Regions from separate parts of the Mus musculus genome. Here region 2 is linked to region 1. A link is a contact called in public Micro-C data. All regions are on one chromosome and are shown on one strand. The core of a region is the stretch at or near the end of the contact, and the rest is flanking DNA. Distances in the headings are between cores, read along the strand shown. Region 1 overlaps Fbxo42 (F-box protein 42). Region 2 has its middle 5.6 kb from the start of Rsc1a1.

Region 1 (6,409 bases), core at 1,335-3,834:
TGCTCCCCTCTTTAAAAACAAACAGACAGACAGACAGACAAACAAACAAACAGAAACCCAAAACCTTCAGAACTCAAAGAGACATAAAAGCTTTTAGTTTTGGCCAGCAGACTGCCGAGCACTCAGTGACGTTCCAGTGTATTTTGATCCAGTTGCTGCTATGAGGTGAGGCCAGCATGTAGATGCTCTGAGGACGTGTCTGACCTAGTGCTCATCAGGATGCCCCATAGAAAGCAAAGAGGCCCAGCAAAACAGCCTGTCTTCACATTCTGATTCTATTGATTTGACTTCCAATTGTGAATTTTCCCAAAAGACCCATCACTTTGGGGAATGAAGAGGTCTGACACGGGTGAGGATAAGAACTTGTCTTTCTAAACAGCTCATGAAAACCTCGTTTCTGGAGTTAATGTGGTTATGTGGGAAATGCTTTAAGCCAGCAGAAAACAAAATGAAAACAAACAAACAAACAAAAAAATTCCAAAACTTGAGAGCATCAAAATGTGTCCATGTCCTCGGGAGCTCTGAGCACCTGGTTGTGGAAGAGAGAAAGAAGCTATGTGAATTGGTGCGGCACATACAGTTGCCAAGGAAAGGACCTGCCACCCCTGTGTCCGGGGCTGAGTCAGCAAGTATGCCCTTGGAAGCATGGGACTCATGTTTCTGTGGACCACGAGACAGTGAAGCTCCTTAGAGCTTACTTACCTACGGCTGTGTGGGGACCACTGCTCAGACTTGCTGACTGTGCTGTCAGAAGGCCTTGAAGGGGGTAAATGGTTTATTGAACCAGATGATGTTCTCTGTGTGGGAAATAGTGATGAGAATGTCCTCCACAGCCCCCTCCAATTCAGTCATTCTGAAGCTACCTGGGCTCATTGGGCAGCACTGTGCTGCGGCTGGCCGACTGTGTTGGAATTAGATGCGAACAGTGGCCTACTCAACAGGTCCTTTTTTTTTTTTTTTTTTTTTTTGGTTTTTCGAGACAGGGTTTCTCTGTGTAGCCCTGGCTGTCCTGGACCTCACTTTGTAGACCAGGCTGGCCTCGAACTCAGAAATCCGCCTGCCACTGCCTCTCGAGTGCTGGGATTAAAGGCGTGCGCCACCACGCCCGGCTCAACAGGTCTTTTTCTTGGACTTTTTTCTTATGTGAGTTTGCAGAGTGAGGTTAATGTTAATCCAGGAAATGAGAGAAAGGAGTCAGTCTTATGTGTTTGCAGAAATGAAAACAGAAGTAAAACTGTAGGAGTGCAGGGGCCTGAGAGGAGGGGAGAGTGGGAGTAGTAGGGGAAGATGGGGGGATACTCAAAAGACATCAGATACCTGCAAAGCAGTATGCATCCAAGGCAGGGCTTACATCCACAGGGAGGAAGGAAAGCAAGCCAAGCCAGGCATGGTGGCTCATAATTTATAATCTTAACACTTGGATAGCTGAGGCAGGAGGATCAGTGTGAATTTAAAGACAGTCTGGGCTACAGGATATCAAAAAACCCAACCCAACCAATCAACCAGCTAACCAATAACGGCTAGAGAGGTGGCTCAGAGGTTTAGAATGAATAAATGCTACTGCTGCCAGCAGCAGGCAGAGATCTCTCTGAGTTCCAGGCCAGCCTGCTCTACAGAGTGAGCTCAGGACAGCCAGGACTATACAGAGAAACCCTATTTCAAAACAAAACAGCAAAAGCAAAGAAAAGTTAATTCAGTTCCTGCATTGGAGGCCTCATGGGATCCACCTGCTTCTGGTCTCCTGGGGACTTGCACTCACAAGCCCACACCTACACACAGAAATGCGTAGATCCCCTTTAATCCCAGCACTCGGGAGGCAGAGGCAGGCGGATTTCTGAGTTCCAGGCCAGCCTGGTCTACAAAGTGAGGTCCAGGACAGCCAAGGCTACACAGAGAAACCCTGTCTCGAAAAACAAAAAAACAAAAAAACAAAAAAAAAACAAAAAAAATGTAGATCCATAATTAAAATTAAATAATTGTGAAAACATAAAACTAACACCATGAGGCTGGTGAGTTGGCTTATGGTGGCTAAGAGCACTTGCTGCTCATGCAGAGGACTCAGGTTCGATTCCCAGCACCCACAGACAAGTCCCAGCTGTCTGTAACTACAGTCCCAGGGATCCAGTGCCTTTTTCTGACCTCTGTGGGCACCAGGCATGCAAGTGCTGCTTATAAATACCGCAGGCAAAACACACATAGACATTAAAAACCAACAACAAAATTACCTAATGTTTACACTTGTGTTTGAAGAACTTGAGTTGGGCATGGTGCCCTTGGGAGGCAGAGGCAGGTGGATCTCCGAGGCCAGCCTGGTCAACATCTACAGAATGAGTTTTGAGACAGTCAAGGCTGTTTCATAGAGAAATCCTATCTCAAAAAGCCAACCCCCCTAAAAAAGAAAGGCTATTAAAAAAAAAAAACCCACAAAGATCAAAGCTCCATTCCCTGTGAAGACTCCAGCTGAGTCGTTTGCCTCTTCAAAGTCTGCCAGAGCTTTGCAGCCAAGTCCTCTTGGAGTGGTCCCCAGCCGGCGGTTAGTAGTGACACAGGAGCTTCATCCTGTCCCTCCTTCCATCCTTCACCTGACCTTTCTAACCAGCTGTCTCAGAGAGCTCTGTGAGAGAGGCGTGGTCAGCGTGGCACCCTGGTCTTCTGTTCCCGACATCCCTCAGAGAATTCACTCCCCACTAAACCTTTAGTCCTAACTTGCGCAGCACCTCTCCTTTCAGACTCTAACTGGAACATAATTCTTCTTTTTGAGCAGTTTCAGTGAGTAGCCTGGCTGGCCTTGAATTCACTGTGTAGAGTAGGCTGGCCTTCAACTCACAGAGATCCTCCTGCCTCTTTACCTCTCAAATGTTTGGACTGAAGGTGTGCCTCACCGTACCTGTTCTTATGTAAATGGCAGTTCCTTAGTTTTACTGTTTTGACCTTAGGCTTTGCACATGCAAATGACTTATTTGCCTTTGTGTAGTTAGAATTTTCTTTCTAGAGATTTCTGGAACTAGAGTTCCCGCATAGAGGGAAATTTATGTAATCTATAATATCTCCATTAGAAATAACTATTGACAAGAACATACTCTGACCAACTCTTGCTCTCAGCCCATGGCTTTTCCACAGGCTGAGCTCTAGCTCCCAATTAGGGAACAGACTTTCCCAGCACTTTGGAACTTTGTATATTAATCACTGTCCTCACTTACGGTGGCATAAATTAGCTTTGCTCTGGCATAAATTGTCATGCAGAATGTACTCTGCCCTCTCTGCTGAGTATCTCTTCTGAGAGACTGGGGCCTGTGCCTGTCGTTCCTGACTTCATGGGTTTCCATCACGAATGACAGTTCTTATCATTGGTTTTGTTGTCAGGCACTTGGGTTTGTTTATTTGTTTTTATTGCCTAGGTGTATCATGTTTTCTGTTGTTCATATTGTTTTGTGGTTAACAGTTTAGCCAGCTAAGCCTGTTCTTAGAAAAGTTATTATTTTCTAATTGAATTGCCCTATATAAGGATAAGCACTCTACAGTTGAACCATACCCCCTCTCAAACTGATGTGTATAAATATATGTATTAGTATTATAGTCTGTAACCTCCAACTTTTCCTGCTTCAGCCTCCCAAGTGCTGGGCTCTCAGGCTGGCCCAAGAGAGCTATGCCTGTCTTAAAGCTTCTGCTTTTTTAACTCATATCTTCCTTCCAGCATTCTTCTATTCTTTTCTAGGACTCAGAGTTAGTTTTTCCTTGTCAGTGGGAGGTATCCCCTGCACCACATATTAGTCATATCTCTGAGGTAAGGAATTATGAAAGAACAGGTTTTCCAGGTTGTCTTTGCTTGCTTGAGATGGTTCCGCTGTGTGTAGTCTTGGTTGGCCTAGAACTCACTATGTAGACTCTAGGCTGGTCTAAAAGTCGCAGAGATCTACCTGCCTCTGCCTCCTTTGTGCTAGAATTAAAGAATTAGAGGTCTGTGTCCACTTGGTGGCATTTTTGTTTTTTATATTTAATGTGTTTTAGTGTTTACCTACTACACATGTGCAGTTCCCATAGAGGCCAGAAGATGGTGGTAGGTCCCCTGGAAATGGAGTTCAGGCTATTGTGAGCTACTGGTGCTGGGAACCAAGCCTGGGCTCTTTAGAAGAGCAGTGCTCTTAACTGCTGAGCCTTCTACCCACCCACCCCCCCCAAGTCTTCCTGTTCGAAGGTTATACTGGGACTTGTGTGCCATTCTAGGGGGAGGGAGGATGTGGCGGGCTTGGCATTGGCACTCTACCTATGAGATTAATATGGATCCGACTGGTTACGGGGAAGTGCTGGAGCAGCTTCATGCTGTGGGAAGGAAGGAGGCTGTGAGCAGCTCGGGTGCTCAGTGCTCCTGTGCTTCTGAGAGCTGTGCACTGATGTTTACTTCTTACACTAGAGCTTCGAGTGTGTCATGGCCAGCTCCTCGGACAGTGAAGATGACAGTGTCATGGCCGTGGACCAAGAAGAAACTGCACTGGAAGGGACAATGGAGCAAGATGAGGACCCCCACCCAGTGTTGGAGGTTGAGGAAACAAGACATAATAGGTCCATGTCTGAGCTGCCGGAAGAGGTTTTGGAGTATATTCTGTCCTTCCTTTCACCATACCAGGAACACAAGACTGCAGCTCTGGTCTGCAAACAGTGGTATCGACTTATCAAAGGTACACTTGTTTTAAAGAGGTGTGTGTGTGTGTGTGTGTCCATCCATCTGTCCATCTGTCCGTCTGTCTCCATGTATGTGTATGTTGCATGTATGCAGGTGCCTGTGGAGGCCAGGTGAAGGCGTCAGATTCACTGGGTCTTGAGTTACAGGGTCTGGGAGCCACCTGTGTGGGAGCTGGGCTTGAACTCAGTCTTCTGGAAGAACAGCAAGAGTACTTAGCCACAGAGACCTGGCTATGTCCATTGTGGTTTTGTGTGTGTGTGTGTGTTTTTTTTTTTTTAAGATTTATTTACTATTATATCTAAGTACACTGTAGCTATCTTCAGATGCACCAGAAGAGGGCGTCAGATCTCATTGCAGGTGGTTGTGAGCCACCATGTGGTTGCTGGGATTTGAACTCAGGACCTTCGGAAGAGTAGCCAGTGCTCTTACCCGCTGAGCCATCTCACCAGCCCGACCTTCATTTTTTTAAATAATTTTTTCTGAAGCAGAAATGGGGATAATGGAGATATTTTAATATATTCTTAAACATAAAGGAAAGAGAGAGAGGCGTGTTTGAGAGATAGGTTTACATAGTTCATGGTTTTAATTCCAGCCCTCCAGAGGCAGAGGTAGACAGATCTGTGAGTTCAAGGCCAATCTGGTCTATAGATAGAGTGAGTTCTAAGACAGCCAGGAGTATCAGAGAAACCCTGTCTCCAAAAAAAAAAAAAAAAAAAGCAAAAGCAAATGAAGTATGCCTTTAGTGAAATTATTCATTAGGATGGATATTTTAGAAAAAGTAGATTGTTCTAGAAGCATGATTAAACAAACAAACAAACAAAAACACAAAAGACCCCACAGTTTCTTTATATAGCACTGGCTGTCCTGGAACTTGCTTTATAGACCATGCTGGTCTCAAAATCAGAGATCCATTTGCCTCTGTCTCCTGGGTGCTGGGATTAAAAACATGCAACTACCATGCCTAGTGAGTATTTACTTTTTGAAATCCACTATATATGCACATGTGCTTTGTATATAGCCTGGGCTGGACTTGAACTCATGACCCTACATGCCAGTTCTCTGAGTACAGGAGTTGTAGCCTAGCATAATGCTCTATTTTTAGAGGGATTTTAGGTTCAGCGCCAGTAGTGGTAGGCATGGGCTTTGCCATCTACCTGTGCCCTACACAGAAACAGCCTCCTTCCTTGACAGCACTGCCCACCACAGTGGCGCCATGTTGCAGCTGGTGAACCTGCACATCACTACCACCCAGAGAGCATCCTTTATCTTAGGGTTCAGTCTTAGTGGTGTCCATACTACAGATGTACACAAGTGTATACTGATGTGTACTAACACTGGAGTAACACTCTTCACCTATGTTTATTTATCTTCTTATGAGACAGGGTCTCAACATGCTTGCCTGCCTGGCCACAACTCACACTGTTCCACTTGCCTCTGCCCTTCTAAATGCAGGGGTTAAAAGTGGGGACCACAGTTCCTGGAAAGCTCTTAACTTAAAAAAGATGTTAATTAAGATGTTTATGTGTGTGTGTGTCTCTGTGTGTGTGTGTGTTTGCCTTCAGTGTATGTATATGCACCACATATATGGAGGTGCCTGTGGAGGCCAGAAGACAGCATTGGATCCTCTAGAACTGGAATTACGGAGAGTTTTAAGCCACCCAACAGAAACAGAACCTGGGTCCTCTGTAAGGGCAGCAAGTGCCCTTAACTGCTGCGCTGAGCTCCAGC
Region 2 (6,409 bases), core at 1,116-3,615, 510 kb after region 1:
ACAGGGTCTCATCGAACACAGCACTCACCAACTGGTTAGTCTGGTAAGCCAGTGAGCTCTGGGAACTGGCCTGTCTCCATCCTGCTGAACGCCAGGACACCTGGCTTTTATCTCTATGGGTCCTGGGGATCTGTTCTGGTATAGCTGGACTATACCGAGCAGTCTGGCTCTAGAGCAGTGGTTCTCAACTCCCCTAATGCTGTGACCTTCTAATACAGTTCATGTTGTGGTGACCCCAACCATAGATTTATATTACACCATAACTTATTTTGCTACTGTCATGACTCAATGTAAGTACCTGTGTTTTCTGGTGATTTTAGGCACCCCCTGTGAAAGGGTTATTTGGCCCTAAAGGGGTTGAGACCCACAAGGCTGTCCTTGGTCAGAGATCTGCTTGGCTGTGGAGGCCAGCTTTAACCAAAGTACTCCACTGCTGGGGTTGCTCCTGTTAGTTTGAACAGTGCATACAAATGTTCCCCTTCCATCTGCAGGGAGATCTCTGGCAACCTGGAAGTCACATTTCATGGTTGTGCTCATCCCTTCCGGGTCCAGGTACAGAGACGATGCTGCCACAGTACGCGAGCACAAGTAATTTAAAGGGCCAGGGAGTCGGCAACAAGAACTGGGAGGAGTAATCATCTTAAGTTAGAAGAAGCAGATCAAACAAGTCTTATGATAAAAACTTTATTGTCTTAAATATCAAAGGTTTTACACATCACGTTTTCTTCAGAAAGTTCCTATTAAAGAAGAAAAATAAAATAAAAGTGTTTGGATCATCAGGGCTGACTTACATTTCAAAGTATGACAAAAACCAAACCAAAACAAACTCAAATGCAAAAAGGCATCTAGCGCGTTCGGCTGCAGACAGTTCTAACCAGCACAAACAGCAACTGACGTCGGGATTCCTGAGAGCATCTTCGCAGTTCTCAGTCTCCCAGACTCTCAAAGCATCTGACCGTGGCTGGGAGGGCCACTGGCAAGCAGGTTTTGCTAACCAGACCAGATCTCAAAAGATGAAGTAGTGTCCAAGCCAGAAAAACCTCATGACACTCAGGCAACTGCAAGAAGCCAAAGAGGCTCCCTAGTTTCAATCTGCCGCTGCGGTAGAGAGCCAGGGAGCCTTTACTGGGGGCTGAAGCTTTTGGGGGGGGGGGGCATTGAAGCCATCGGGCCCTGCTTGCCATGAAGAGATCTGGATACAAATGCACTATTGGTTTCCCATGCAAGGTGCATGTAAGGGAGAGTCACTCAACACAACAGATTCCCTCTAATGTCTCGCCAGAAGGAAGGGACGCCCAGGGGATGCAGGGAGGAGCACAGCCTCAGTCTTCCCGTGTTAAGAGTGTGAGGCCACATGTCTTCCAGGTTGTAAGGGCTGCTCAAGGAGCCTGTGAACACATATCTGGTTGGCTCCTGTAGGAACACAGGTCTATTCTGCAGGTCACAGACACACTCATTTTAGTTGGCAGGTTTGGGGCAACCAAACTCTTAAGTACAATCACTGCCCATCACCTGACAGGAAGGATGGAAGGGGAAGCACCCCTTTCCCAAGTTAGCCAATCAAAACCTTCTTTAGTTGCTTTCTCAGACAGAGCTATGTAAGATGCACTCATGTTCTATGCCTTATGATCTGGGGTTCAAACTTTGCAGGTAAACAAACTCCCATGTTGAGCCATTTTTTTCTTGGTAACCTAAAACTTAGCAGCCCTCCTCCCCCATTCCACAAGCCCCGGACCCCCGAGTCTAATTACTGATCAACTTTTAAGCATATTCCTAGTACAGCTCAGAAATCACTAAGACCCTACTTTCCTTCTATGCTTCAGGAATGCATATACCAGCTATCTTAAATGGAGGATTGAATAATGTCTTGTGGAGCTGGTAGACTTCTGTAAAGCAATCCTGTTTGCCCACCCCAACACCAATCACTTCTGCTCTGGATTCTCCTTCACACACTGCAGAGGCCTTGGCTGAGTTCTGCTCTGGAGGGTGGAGCAGTCACCTATCTTAGAGCTGCATGTTACCCTGCATCCTGAAGGGAATCAGTCACCCCCCCCCCCCCAACCTGGATGCTGTCTATATCCTGCCTGTCCCTATCCAGTCCACATAACTCCTCTGCATCTTTTCAGTCATTTCTATGAAATTTTTTTGTTTAAAATTCTTTTTTCTGTGCAGTGTTGGGGGTCAAGTCCAGGGCCCTGTACACGTCAGGCAAATGTTCAACCACTGAGCTACACAGGTATAATTCTTTTGGAGACAGGGTTTCATGTAACCCAAGCTGACCTGAAACTCACTATGTAGCCTAGAATGACCTTGAACTTCTGACCCCCCCTCCCCCCAGTGCTGGGAATACAAGCTCACCACACCTGGCTTCTGCAGTGCTGGGGGTTGGACTGAGGGCTTTCTGCAGCTAGGCAGGCATTCTGCCTGCCGCTGTGCTATTATTTCCCTACATCCTTAACTGATTTTATTTTTATTTACAGTTCCTCTCTGTAGTCCTGACTGGCCTTGCACTTATAGCTTAAAGCTGTGTGACACAACACCAGCCCCCAATTGTTTAAAACTAAACTAAACACTTTAAAGTGTAACTCTAGGCTTACAGTGTTGAATTCCATCATGGGCTTGATTTTTCCCCCTAGTCAGTTCTCAACTGCAACCAAATGATGTAAGTTTGAAAAAAAAAAAAAAAAGCATGCTACCTGGACATTATAGATTGTGCCTATAACTTCATAAACCCAGCTACTTTAGGATTGCTAGTTCAAGACCAGCTTGGGCTGTAAGAAATCTCCTCAAAAATAAAAGCATGCTGGGGTGGGGTGGAGTAGCATGCTAATAGGTATGAACAGACCTCAGTTAAAACTCACCCCACATCTCCCCTAGACTGGAGGCTTCTAAAGACCAGGCTCCTGTCGGGTTTAGCTGCTGCTGAACTTGTGGGCTTCAGGGATACTCCATGTTTGATGAATTAACCGATGAATTCTTGCTCATACTGCATAGCTTTGATGGGAAGAGCTAACTTCCTATTAAGAACATAAGATTTGATCTCTCCCTTATCACAGCACAAAACGTGCAACAGAAAACCTAAGAAACATCTAGAAACCATTTTTGGTATACAGGATGCAGAAACTCCTATCTGGGGAAACCTAATGTTTGAAGAAGGTAAGAGTGAATCAGAGTGGTGAGGAGCCAAGGACCACACCAGGCGGCAGTCCTCTCAGGAGGGCTGCCCTCTAACCTCCCCCTCCCGTACTCCCAAGATGTGATGCTTCCGCTGGTCAAAAAAAGTAAGGCACGAAAGAAAAGCAAGAACATCAAAGGCTCACCCCAAGTCCTGACTGCGGCTCAGTGCAAGCCCTGAGGGGATGCAGGAAACACCAAATGCTATTGTGTTAACTACCGAGAGGGAAATTACACAGTTCTGGTCAGCCACAGACTTTATTAAATCCCAAGACTGGCTTTTACTTTTCTTTTTCGGTGGTAAGGATCAAACTCGGGACCTCACACACTACACAGGAGTTCCACCAAACCATACCCCTCAGCCCTGTGGCACTGCTAGTGATACACCAGACAGTTCGGCCACAGGTAGCAACGGGAATGCGCTGGGTGAACTGGGCATAGTTGTGTGCACCTGTAATCCTAGTATTCTAAAGGCTGAGGCCCTCCTGGGCTATGGCGAGATCCTGTCTCAAAAAAAACCCACAAAACAAAATGAAACTTTGCCTTACACTCTTGTCCTGCTGTTTGCAAGGCAGTTTATTATATACATAGTAGGAAGAAAAGCCACCAGACGTGCGGTCTCTGTAGACAGAAAAGCTTTTCAACCTATGTAAAATAGTTATCAATAACCTTATATTTGAGATAGCTTAGTATTTATTTATAGACATGAGCTGAAAAGTTGAGACAAATTTTTATGGCTTTACCTAGAGATAGAAAGCTGTAGAGAGGGACAAACAGGCAGATGCTACACAAGCTAGTCATAAAATCCACGACACCAGGTCCCCTACACCATTCCTAGGCACCCTCTTGCCAAAGTACTGTTTTGGGCTGTCTCTCCCCTTTCCTGCCTCTGGAGATAATCAGAGGGAGCAGGCTTCGAGGCAGAAGGTCTCACACATTCCTGACCGTCTACTAAAGCTTCCTTCGCCAAGTTCCTACTCTCATCCCGACCCGTCGACATCTGAAGCTCAGCCCGCCAGATGCAGACATCGGCTGCTGCAGAGGGCTGAACTAGCACATCTGGAAGCGGCCGTATCTCCAGCCCTTCAGCTTGAGTGTGAGCTTTACAAGAAAATCCTTTGGTGCATAAATGGAGACCACTGCTGGAGGAAAGCAGTCACCACAGAACGCCCTGACAGTGGTCTGGCCGAGGAGCTGCCCTTGCTGTTACAGTTGGGATCTGACAGGATCAACACTGGGTTCACACTGATGTGATCTTACTCCTACAGTGACTTAAGTGAAAGCTGACTCCAAAGTACCACTAATGTGATGTTCCTCAACGCCTTCTGTTCTAGAATTGTTCAGTTTAAGCCAATCAATTCCTAACGAATCCCTAACTTCATCCAAACTTCAGACAAAAGATTGTTTTTTTTTTTTTAAATGTACTTTTTAAGACAGGGTGTCACTAATGTAGCTGGCCTTGACCTCAAATATCACTTGCCTCCTAGAATGAACGGTATGTCAGCTTGCCTGGACTTTTGATTTTATTTATTATTCACAGATCTTAAAAATCAAAAGCAACTATTTGTTGCAAAGAAAATAACAACCAAAAGAACAAAGTATTTGGCAAGTGAGTCCAACTTATTCAAAGTACTCCTAAGAGCAACACCTGTATAATCACTGATTTATCAAACTGCTTCTAAAAATAGCATACAAGTACATACATCAAAAGCTATCGTAATGAAATCTTTTCCAGACTGGTACTCTATATTTTAGCTAGGGCCACTTCCCAAACTTCCACATGGGAGAGTCGTTGGGCCACACCACTGCCTTTGCATGCCAATTTCGTCTGCTCACAAAGGCCTTCTGGGAGGAGTCTGCCATCAGTACTTTCTTTTATCCACCCCACCCTGTGGCTCCAAGGATTTGTGACTCAGAACGTCACCCCCACCCCCAAGCCAACACCAGGCTTCACTGCACTTCCTGTTCTTGCTTCAGACATGGCTCTAAGCTGGGTGACAGAATCCTGGGAGCAATTTCCTAGCGAATCACACAGACATCTTTGGTGTAGAACAGGCAAAAGATAGACAGGCCGTGCTCATCTGAAAGATTTTCTCAAAGACAGCCCGGCTAGCCTGATGCTCAGAGGGCCTGATGGAGAGCTGTGAACCACAAGGCCATCCAGCCACGTTTCCCTAAATCCAGAAAGGATCATGGTACTCAGTGTGACTTGCCATCGTGTCACTGAAGTGAGTCTCGGCACACAAACAAGTGGTAAAAAAGAACAAGACCAAAGAACAGAAACCCCTGTAAGTGCCCCTAAAGTTTCAAAAACTCCTGAGATATGAACCCGTCTGTGCTCGATGACTTCAATTTTGATGAATAAAACCAAGCCTTGAAAGGGGGGGGGGGGAGAATGATAGTGACTTTTAGGCAAAGTCAGTTAATGCTAAGTTCAGAATTCGATTTTAATACTTTCATTTTAATAAACTCTCAACCTGGAACCTGGAATTATCCTTAAAATCCTTTTCAAGAAAAGTAAGATTACAGATTCCTGCCAGACACCTAAGACAACAGTTTATATTCCAGGAAAGGATTCTTTCAAACCTATCCAGAGTGATTATTGCACAGTGGGGCCCACGGACAGAGACTTGCAAGGCGAGGGCTTACACTAAAAAGGCCACAACAAACACAGCTACACATTCTGCCCCACTCTAGCTCAACTTGATGAACACAAACATGGATCCTGCTTAGAAAGGAAACTCCTGAGGAAAGAAAGGGATGAAGACTGCACCAAGGCCACTGTTGTCAGAACTTCCATTGTATTTCCACCGCCATGAGGGGCGCTCACAAACAAGTACCGAGAGAGGGGCCAGGGACAAAAGGCTCTCCCAGCACTTGCTCGCTGTCTCACTCAGCTCCGACTGAGCATGAGAAGAACTTCCTAGCAGAAGTCTTCCTAACAGAGTCTGCACAGCCAGCAGGCTCCTGGCGGTCAGCCCTGATCACTGGGAGGGCTGGGGTGTCAGTGAGACGCCTCGACCCTGTCTCTAGTACACGCCAGTGTCTGTCTAAGCCATTATCTTTAGCTCAGTCCTTGACATTTACAAATGGAATTATGATCGCGATTTTTTCCTTTCCCTTTTAAAATACAAGTAGCACCAGGTTTCACGCTAATGTGAATTTCCCCACACCCTTCCCATGGTCATGAAGGTATTTGGCAATCAGTCCATGCAGCAACCTATGATGTACAAAC

The links. A called contact is a pair of places that touch in the nucleus more often than the background predicts.
Region 2: a contact with region 1 is called in a Micro-C map of embryonic stem cells, with 2.7 times the contacts expected there. The contact joins two enhancer-like sites. A contact is called at or near these places in 1 of 484 Hi-C or Micro-C datasets (embryonic stem cells) and 1 of 9 other capture datasets (pancreatic islet).

Annotation. Positions count from the first base shown.
Region 1 is chr4:141,163,302-141,169,710 of GRCm38.p6, forward strand. Fbxo42 (F-box protein 42) reads left to right here. Exons shown (of 10, transcript NM_172518.3): 2 at 4,412-4,676. The coding sequence starts at 4,427. Among named protein-coding and RNA genes, the nearest start is that of Fbxo42, 19 kb to the left of the region's middle. Within about 2 kb of position 2,585, at least 20 of the 459 cell types and tissues checked have an H3K27ac peak or open chromatin away from gene starts, as enhancers often do. A contact at or near this core is called in embryonic stem cells, where this site is marked.
Region 2 is chr4:141,676,881-141,683,289 of GRCm38.p6, forward strand. No RefSeq gene overlaps it. Among named protein-coding and RNA genes, the nearest start is that of Rsc1a1, 5.6 kb to the right of the region's middle. Within about 2 kb of position 2,366, at least 6 of the 459 cell types and tissues checked have an H3K27ac peak or open chromatin away from gene starts, as enhancers often do. A contact at or near this core is called in embryonic stem cells, where this site is marked.